Linked DNA regions of Ovis aries: region 2 is linked to region 1. A link is a contact called in public Hi-C data. All regions are on one chromosome and are shown on one strand. The core of a region is the stretch at or near the end of the contact, and the rest is flanking DNA. Distances in the headings are between cores, read along the strand shown. Region 1 overlaps LOC105603417 (a long non-coding RNA gene). Region 2 has its middle 5.1 kb from the start of RAD18.

The links. Hi-C and Micro-C count contacts between places; a contact is called where the count stands out from the background.
Region 2: a contact with region 1 is called in a Hi-C map of hypothalamus, with 5 times the contacts expected there. The contact joins two enhancer-like sites. A contact is called at or near these places in 10 of 16 Hi-C or Micro-C datasets (blood, hypothalamus, liver and 5 more).

Annotation. Positions count from the first base shown.
Region 1 is chr19:17,253,151-17,256,845 of ARS-UI_Ramb_v3.0, forward strand. LOC105603417 (a long non-coding RNA gene) reads right to left here. Exons shown (of 5, transcript XR_001022532.4): 3 at 2,810-3,695; 4 at 1,934-2,052. Among named protein-coding and RNA genes, the nearest start is that of THUMPD3, 38 kb to the left of the region's middle. Within about 2 kb of position 1,836, at least 8 of the 54 cell types and tissues checked have an H3K27ac peak or open chromatin away from gene starts, as enhancers often do. A contact at or near this core is called in hypothalamus, where this site is marked.
Region 2 is chr19:17,552,329-17,556,023 of ARS-UI_Ramb_v3.0, forward strand. No RefSeq gene overlaps it. Among named protein-coding and RNA genes, the nearest start is that of RAD18, 5.1 kb to the right of the region's middle. Within about 2 kb of position 1,758, at least 7 of the 54 cell types and tissues checked have an H3K27ac peak or open chromatin away from gene starts, as enhancers often do. A contact at or near this core is called in hypothalamus, where this site is marked.

The DNA.
Region 1 (3,695 bases), core at 586-3,085:
CACTCACTGCTTACCTCTGAGGCTTGCTTTGAGATTTACAGCGATAAAGATAGAATGCTCAGCACAGAGTAAGTGTCTGAAAACTGTTGGCCATCTCCCGCTCCCCCTGCCAACACTTTTATTCTATTACACTTGGAATAGTTAACATCAGTGTAACTTCTCTGTGTTGGAGAATTATGGTCAGGGCCTGGACTAAGGAGGCACTATCCTGATCTCTGTGGGTTATTGTGAAGGAGAAGAATGTCCAAGGTGTGAAAGGAAGAAGGGTGTGTGGGCTTGGAAGAGGAGTAGGGCTTTCACTGGCAAATGTTTGTTGAGCAGCCACCATATGACACCCCCTCTGCTGGGTGCTGAGTTTATGAAGGTGATCAGGACACAGGCTGTGTTCCTCAGGGGCTCAGATACTGACTCAGAAGCCAGGGGTAGACGACGGGTCTGTTCTGTTAATAGTGTACTGGGTCCCATGATGGCGACGGACAAAGCTTGGGAGCCTATGACCATGGGTGGAACGGTTCTTGCAATTTCTCCCCTCCCAGACTGAGTGAAGCTTCTGTAGCTTCTCGGTTTTTCCATAGTGCACCATTACCCCATGGGCCCTTAAAAGGTGTCTCCCTTCCCTGCTAGATGGGACTCTGTGAGACGTGACCCCCGAACACCCTGCTCTTGCGTGCCTCCAGGGCGTGGTGCGGTGGTCTTCTGTCTCCTTGCTGTAAACAAGTATGAAACGGTGGTTGTGTGGAGTCAATGGGGTCATGTTTATCAAATGTACATCACCTTATAAATGTCATTATTGTATACTTTTCTAATTGGCCTAGTCTCTTGTGGATTGTTGTAGTGAGCTGTATAGTCTTTGAACTTTCTTACATGGTTATGTGGAGGATTAACTAAATATATATATTATTAGAACAGGGCCTACCTATCATGTCATAAACACTCAAAAAGTCTTAGGTAAATCAAGGGATATAAAATTTCAGTTATTTAAGATGAGTAAGTTCTAGATAACATAGTGACTATAGTTAACAGTGTGTTGTATATTCAAAAACCTGTTAAGAGAATAGATCTCACCACAATTACATTCTTCTTGTAAGAAAGAATTGTTCTTATTGCAATTAAATACATTCCCCCCAAATTGAAATAAAAACAAAACAAAAACCCCACGAAGGACAAAAATAAGTATAGGAAAAACAGAGGCAGTGTTATAACCTTATAATAGAGTGCCAAGAACAAATACGTAACTCCTAAAATTTATCATTCACAGTGGTTTAGAACCCATTACTATTTCAGAATAAAGTGGTGAAAAAATGTGTGTGGGGAAAAAGTGTTAGATATTATAAATATTACCATTACTGGTAGTTTTTTATGTGTCATTTTCTGATCAGAATTCGGAGAGTCAGAGAGCCGAAGCACCTTGCTAGGGACCACACAGCTACATGTGTGCCCACACTGCTACATGGGCAGAGCAGCCCAACCAAGTCCTCTCTGAGTCCCAACCCAGCGCTCTGGGACATTCTTGGAAGTATCCGCCAGGGGGCGTTCTTCACCCGAGATAGGATCCAGCCTAGACTCCACCGGCAGCCTTTTCTCACTAGGAAAACCTAGTGTTCTAGAGCTAGTAGGGAGTTTGACCACCTGTGAGCCCTTGTTTACAAGGGAGAGAAATAAAGCGCTGAGAAATTATGTCTCTGGGCCCAGAGTCACCCACAGCCACCAAATGGTGCTGGGATGTTTGCCCATTTCCGAATCTCATTTGCTTCCTGCCTTCTTGTGTCGTTCCTTGCCCACACCCCAACAGACACTCTGGACTCTGCCCTGCAGAGCTGGGAGCTTCTCTGCTGGGCATTTGCAGGGCTCTGCTGCCTAGGGGTGAAGAAGGTATTTGGTAGCAGGACAAGGGTTGAGGCAGGCTGGGGAGGCCTCCCCCTGCATTTCTTACCATTTTCTGGAGTCTTTCAGGGTGCTGTGTGCACTGCTAAGGGCAGGGATTCAGGAACTAAGCTGCCTTTGTCCAAACCCTCGTCCTCCCCTTACCAGTTCTGTGTCTCATTGTCCCATCTGTAAGACAAGGGTTATAAAATACCTGTCACACGGGGTCTTTGTGAGGTTTGAGTTAGTAAGTGCAGAGCACTTGAAATAGTTGTAAGTACGTAATTGCCATCAAAGTGTTAGTTCTCAGTATCATCTGGCATCCTACCTGGATACAGGAGTTGATGTGAGAATTCCATCATACTCCTCAGCTATTCACTGGTCTGTAGTATCCTTTCATGATAACCATCTACTTGCAGTTAGGCTGTGCAGTATGATAAACCTGTGGTTTCACTGTCTTACTTAATCCACAGAGCAACGTGGATACTATTATTGTTCCCAAATCAGGACTGAGGATTAGTCAAGACTAAGGCAGGCTCGCTTTACCAGGGTCACACAGAAAGGGATAGACTAGACTCACATTCAGGCCTGTGTGATGTGAAAGCTGAGGCTTTTTACCACTACACGGTCTGACCTCCTCTTGAAGCCAATTAGAAACAATAAAGTCAGGCCCCTGGAGTGGCCCCAGGCATCAGCTCTGCTCACTGCCTCTCTGCAGGACCTCTCTCTCTCAGAAGCAATCCTTCGGCAGGGTGAGGTTTCCTAGCACTCTTACCCTGGGAGGCAAAGAAGCAGATTTCACAGAGGTCTCCCTGCTTCCTGGCAAAGACACAGCATGTTTTGACTGACAAGGAGGCCTCTTCAGATTAGAGCTGAGTTAGCCACCCAGCCTTCAGTGGCCACCTTCCCAGCCTCCCGTTTCTTCTGCAGCTTGAAGGCCACTTACCTGGGCAGCCTTTGTGCCTGCTGAGTTCACTGAGTTCTGGGCGATCCAGGATGTAATGTGAGCTCTCAGTGACTCAGACCAGCCTATCTGGGACTTCTCCTCTCTTGGCATGTGAGAGAGCCTGCAGCATTGACATCTTTTAGCCGAGAAAGAAACAGCACGCACCAACATACAACTGCAGAATTACAGAATGTCAGTCAGGCCTAGAAGTGACCACAGGATGGAGAGAAAAGGACCCTGATTAAGGAAATCTCTTGGTCAGGATCACATTGAGCAGGAAAGAAGGTGCCTGGATTTAAGCCCTTACTTATCCTTGGTACCTTTCCTGGTACCTCCAGCTCTCAGGGATGCTGAGAAGCGGGCTGAGCTGAGGCAGGGGTGGGGATGTGCATCTAAGCCCCTATGTGTATGTGTATTCAGTGCTCTCTCTTTCTCATAAGTGATGAGGCTTTCTCAGTCTCAGCACTAGTGGCATTTGGGGTTGGATAATTCCTTTTTGTCTGACAGCATCTGGCTGTCCTGTGTTTAGCAGCATCTTGGGCCTCTACCCAGTAGATGCCAGTGCACTCCCTCAGTCCTGTGACAACCAAAAATGTCTCATTGTTGTTGTTCAGTTGCTAAGTCGTGTCTCTTTGCGACCCCGTGGACTGCAGCATGCCAGGCTCCCTTGTCCTTCACTGTCTCTCAGTTTGCTCAAACTCTTGTCACTTAAATCGGTGATGCTATGTAACCATCTCATACTCTGCCACCCCTTCTCCTCCTGTCGTCAATCTTTCCCAGCATCGGGGTCTTTCCATTGAGTCTGCTCTTCTCATCAGGTGGCCAAAGTATTGGAGCTTCAGTTTCAGCATCAGTCCTTCCAGTGAATATTCAGGATTGATTTCCT
Region 2 (3,695 bases), core at 508-3,007, 300 kb after region 1:
TCTGTGAATGACCAACTATCCAACCCAAACAGCCTTAAGGAATATATTGGCCCACACAGCTGGGAACTCCAGGCTAGATAGAACAAGGTCCAGGCACAGATGTTCGGAGCGTGGTGCTGTCTTCTAGCCACCATCCCTTCCTCTCAGGTGGGCTTTGCTGAGCTCTGCCTGTTAGCTTAAACAGAGCCTAGGGACTCTGATATCTCTCGACTGCCCGATGGCTACAGAAGCTCCCCCTGCCTGCACCTCCTCGTCTTCAACACAAGGAAAGTCTTAAGTTTAATTCACCTTAGTCAGAATTGCCCTGCAGGTCATCCCTGAAGCAGCTAGAGGTAAGCAAGCCCCAATGTCCAGGGTGGTGTCAACCCCACCCATACTTTCTATCTATCAGGAGATCCTGGGGGTTGTCCTCATACTCTAGACCGTGGTAAATAATAAATGGTCACTGAGTTGTAGGGTGATTAGTTTCGCAACAATAGCTAACTGATACACTAGAAAAATGCTCATGTAGATACATTCCAACTTTGCATTTAGCATTAGTACATAATAAAGCTAATACTCATCGGTCATATGCTGGATGTTCTTCCCAGAACACAGTGCAGAATACTTCCCATACTCCACCTCCCTGAACACCTAAGACCACCCACAGGGGTCATTTCTGTGAGCATCCCTATCTGACACATGAGGAGGGTCACGTGCAAGGGCTTTAAGTCCAGGATTCCATATCTGCTCTGCTCCCCTGACCCCCATCTCTAGGTAAACGCTTTGCCTCCCCACAGCACCCATGGCCTGAGAAGAGTACAGCCATCCCCATCCATGTGAATGAGGACTCTTTAAGGCCAGATCGCCTGGCCCTCCCCTCCTTACCAGCCAAGAAGCCTCAGGAAAGTTCTCTACAGTCCTGCCCCTGAGTTTCATCACCTCTAAAGCAGGGACAGTACCAGTACCTACTGCGGAGGCTTGTTGTCAGAAGTAGGTACGTTAGTACATAAGACGTGCTTGGGACAGTGCCTGGCACAGAGAAAACTCTCAATACATGTAACTGCTATAAAGATGATCTTTCCTTCTGGAGAGTCCTAATTCCAGTGCCCCAGGCCCAAAGCCAAATTTGTCCGTTTCCACAATGGGCCTTGGGGCCTTTGTGTAAGCTGACTGACTGCTTCTAGTGCAGGGCCCCAAATGAGAACATACATGTTTATAAAACATCTGTACCGAGCACTTCCTGTGTGCCACGCACCATTCTAAGCAACTCACATGGACGATCTCATTCTCCTCCCACAGAGAAACTATAGGGTGTTAACTATTATTAAGCCCCATCAGGTTCAGAGAAGTAGTTACTTTCTGCAGAGCACACAGTTGAAAAACGGTAAACATGAATACCTGTGGAAGAGGCCAACTCAAAACAACAGAGGTGGCTGGCTACCCCCTGGGCCCCCATCCCTGTCCCTCCAATATGCCCAGCCTAGGTATCCACTTCAGCAATGTCAAACACATAGACACCCATGTCTGTACGGACCCTTCCAGATTCCTGGTGGCCCCCAGATACACAGACACTACTTAGACGAGTGGCTGCAGGATGGCAGGATCAGGGCTGAATGTGATGCTTTGATGCTCAGAGGCCCAGCACAGGCCCCTTAGTGAACGCTCGATTAAATGCGAGGATCAGATGAAATAAATACTTGTGGAATACATGGGGTGATTTCGCCTCTGCATTTCCTCCTCAAAGCTTGGGCCCACATCCAGCTCAATACCCTACTGCCATCATGTGGCCATTTGTAAAATAGCAGGTGGGATCCATGGTCTCTGATCTAAGGCTATTTATTGGTCAAGAGCCCTGGTGATGATCACTTGAGCTTCTGATTGGCATCTGAAGGGAGGGAGTCTTGGGAGAACTAAACCCTCAGGATCTGACATCATCTCTGGGTAGACAGTGCCAGAACTATGTCGACTTGTAGGACACTCTACAGGGGTTGTAGAGGATTGCTTATTGTGAGGAAAACCCACACATTTGGTGACCAGAAGTGTACAAAGTGAAGTGTCCTGTGTGTCTAGTGAAGGAAACTCGGGGCAAGAGAGACGCAGTAGGGAGCAGTTGAGTGTTCCCCAAATAGTTCATCTAATTCAGTCTTGTAACTTGAGAGTTGGGTTTCAACGTTTGATTAGGTCCAGTTTCCCCCTTTCCGGGCAGCAACGCTTCCTGGAGGGTGTGTTCTCCACATCATGTCACATCGAGCGCTCTGTGCTGTTTGGCTCTCCCTTTCAGGATTGCTGAGGCGGGTCGGTAGGTCCAGGGGGGTTCACCCTCAGCCCTCCACTGTGGCCTGATCATTTGGAACCAAGTATCCCACCCCCCAAGAACCCCAATGGTCTTACAATGATTTTATAATTTTATTTCTTCTGCATTGATCAATTAGAATTCTCATCAACAAAGGCTAGTATTTGCTTAAAATACAGTTCATTCTGGAAGAGAAGAATAAATGCTTAATTCTTTCTCCTTATTTATCAACTTTAAGAGTAAGAAACCAGTACAATCCCTACCTCCATTGGCAGAAAATGAGGACTTTCTTTGTTTTTGCTGAGACCCATTATAAATTCCTGGATTTTAAAACAGTCAATGCATTCCAGTGAGTTACAGTCAATATTCTTTTTGTGGCTTAGGTCAGCAGGGGAAGCTTTAAGCTGGCTCCATTCATTTTGGGCAACTCTCTCATTTGGGCACAATAAGATTTCCCAGGCTCCTCTCCTATTCTGCCCCAGGTCTAAAATGAGCCACGTTTCCAAGGAGCCCTATTCTTCTTCATGGGGACAGTATTTAGGGACCCCCCAACCTGTGCACTAGTCAATGGTGGGGCTGAGACTTGAACTCAGGCAGTCTGACTTCAGAGCTGGTACTCTTAACCGCTCTGCCCTCTGGTTAACAATGGGTATTAATGATAATAATAGTCATATTTATTATATTACTCCTCCTGCCATAACCAGCCACTCACAATGTGTCAGATACCTTAGTAGGTGCCTCCCAACATTTAAAAAACATTTAAAGAACAAAATTATTCTAAAAGCCCTTGGACACAGGCATTATATTCTTATCTTACGAAAAAGGAAACTGAAGCTCTGAAAGGTAAGTGACCCATCCAAATCACCTGGTCAGTGGCAGAGCGTGGATGAAAACTGAGGTCTGTGTGACTCTGAATCTTGTTCCTTTAGTCAACAGAGAATTCTGTCCTGAGTGATTCCCAGCCTGCCTCCTTCCAGTGGTCCCTAGCTTTGCTGTGGGACTGTCTGTGTCCCAGAGTCTCCGGGCCAGGTGATCCACACATCCTCATTCGAGGCATGGCAGGGATCCTGGAGGAAGAATGGGGACAGAGAGGAGTGTGATGAAGAGAGACCCCAAAAAGGAAGGTGCAGAGAGGGCCAAGACCTCTCAAGATATAACCAGACCAGGCCCTGTATTTAGCTGGAAGATATTCCCCTGACTAAGGTTGTCAGATTTGGCAAATAAAACTACAAGGTGCTCAGTTAAATTTGAATTTCAGATACATAGTAAATAATTTTTTAGTCTAAGTATGTCACATGCCATGTTTAGGATCTACTTATATTTAAAAGGGTTTCCCTGACCTGATAGCTCAGTTGGTAAAGAACCTGCCTGCAATGCAGGAGACCCCAGTTCAATTCCTGGGTTGGGAAGATCTGCTGGA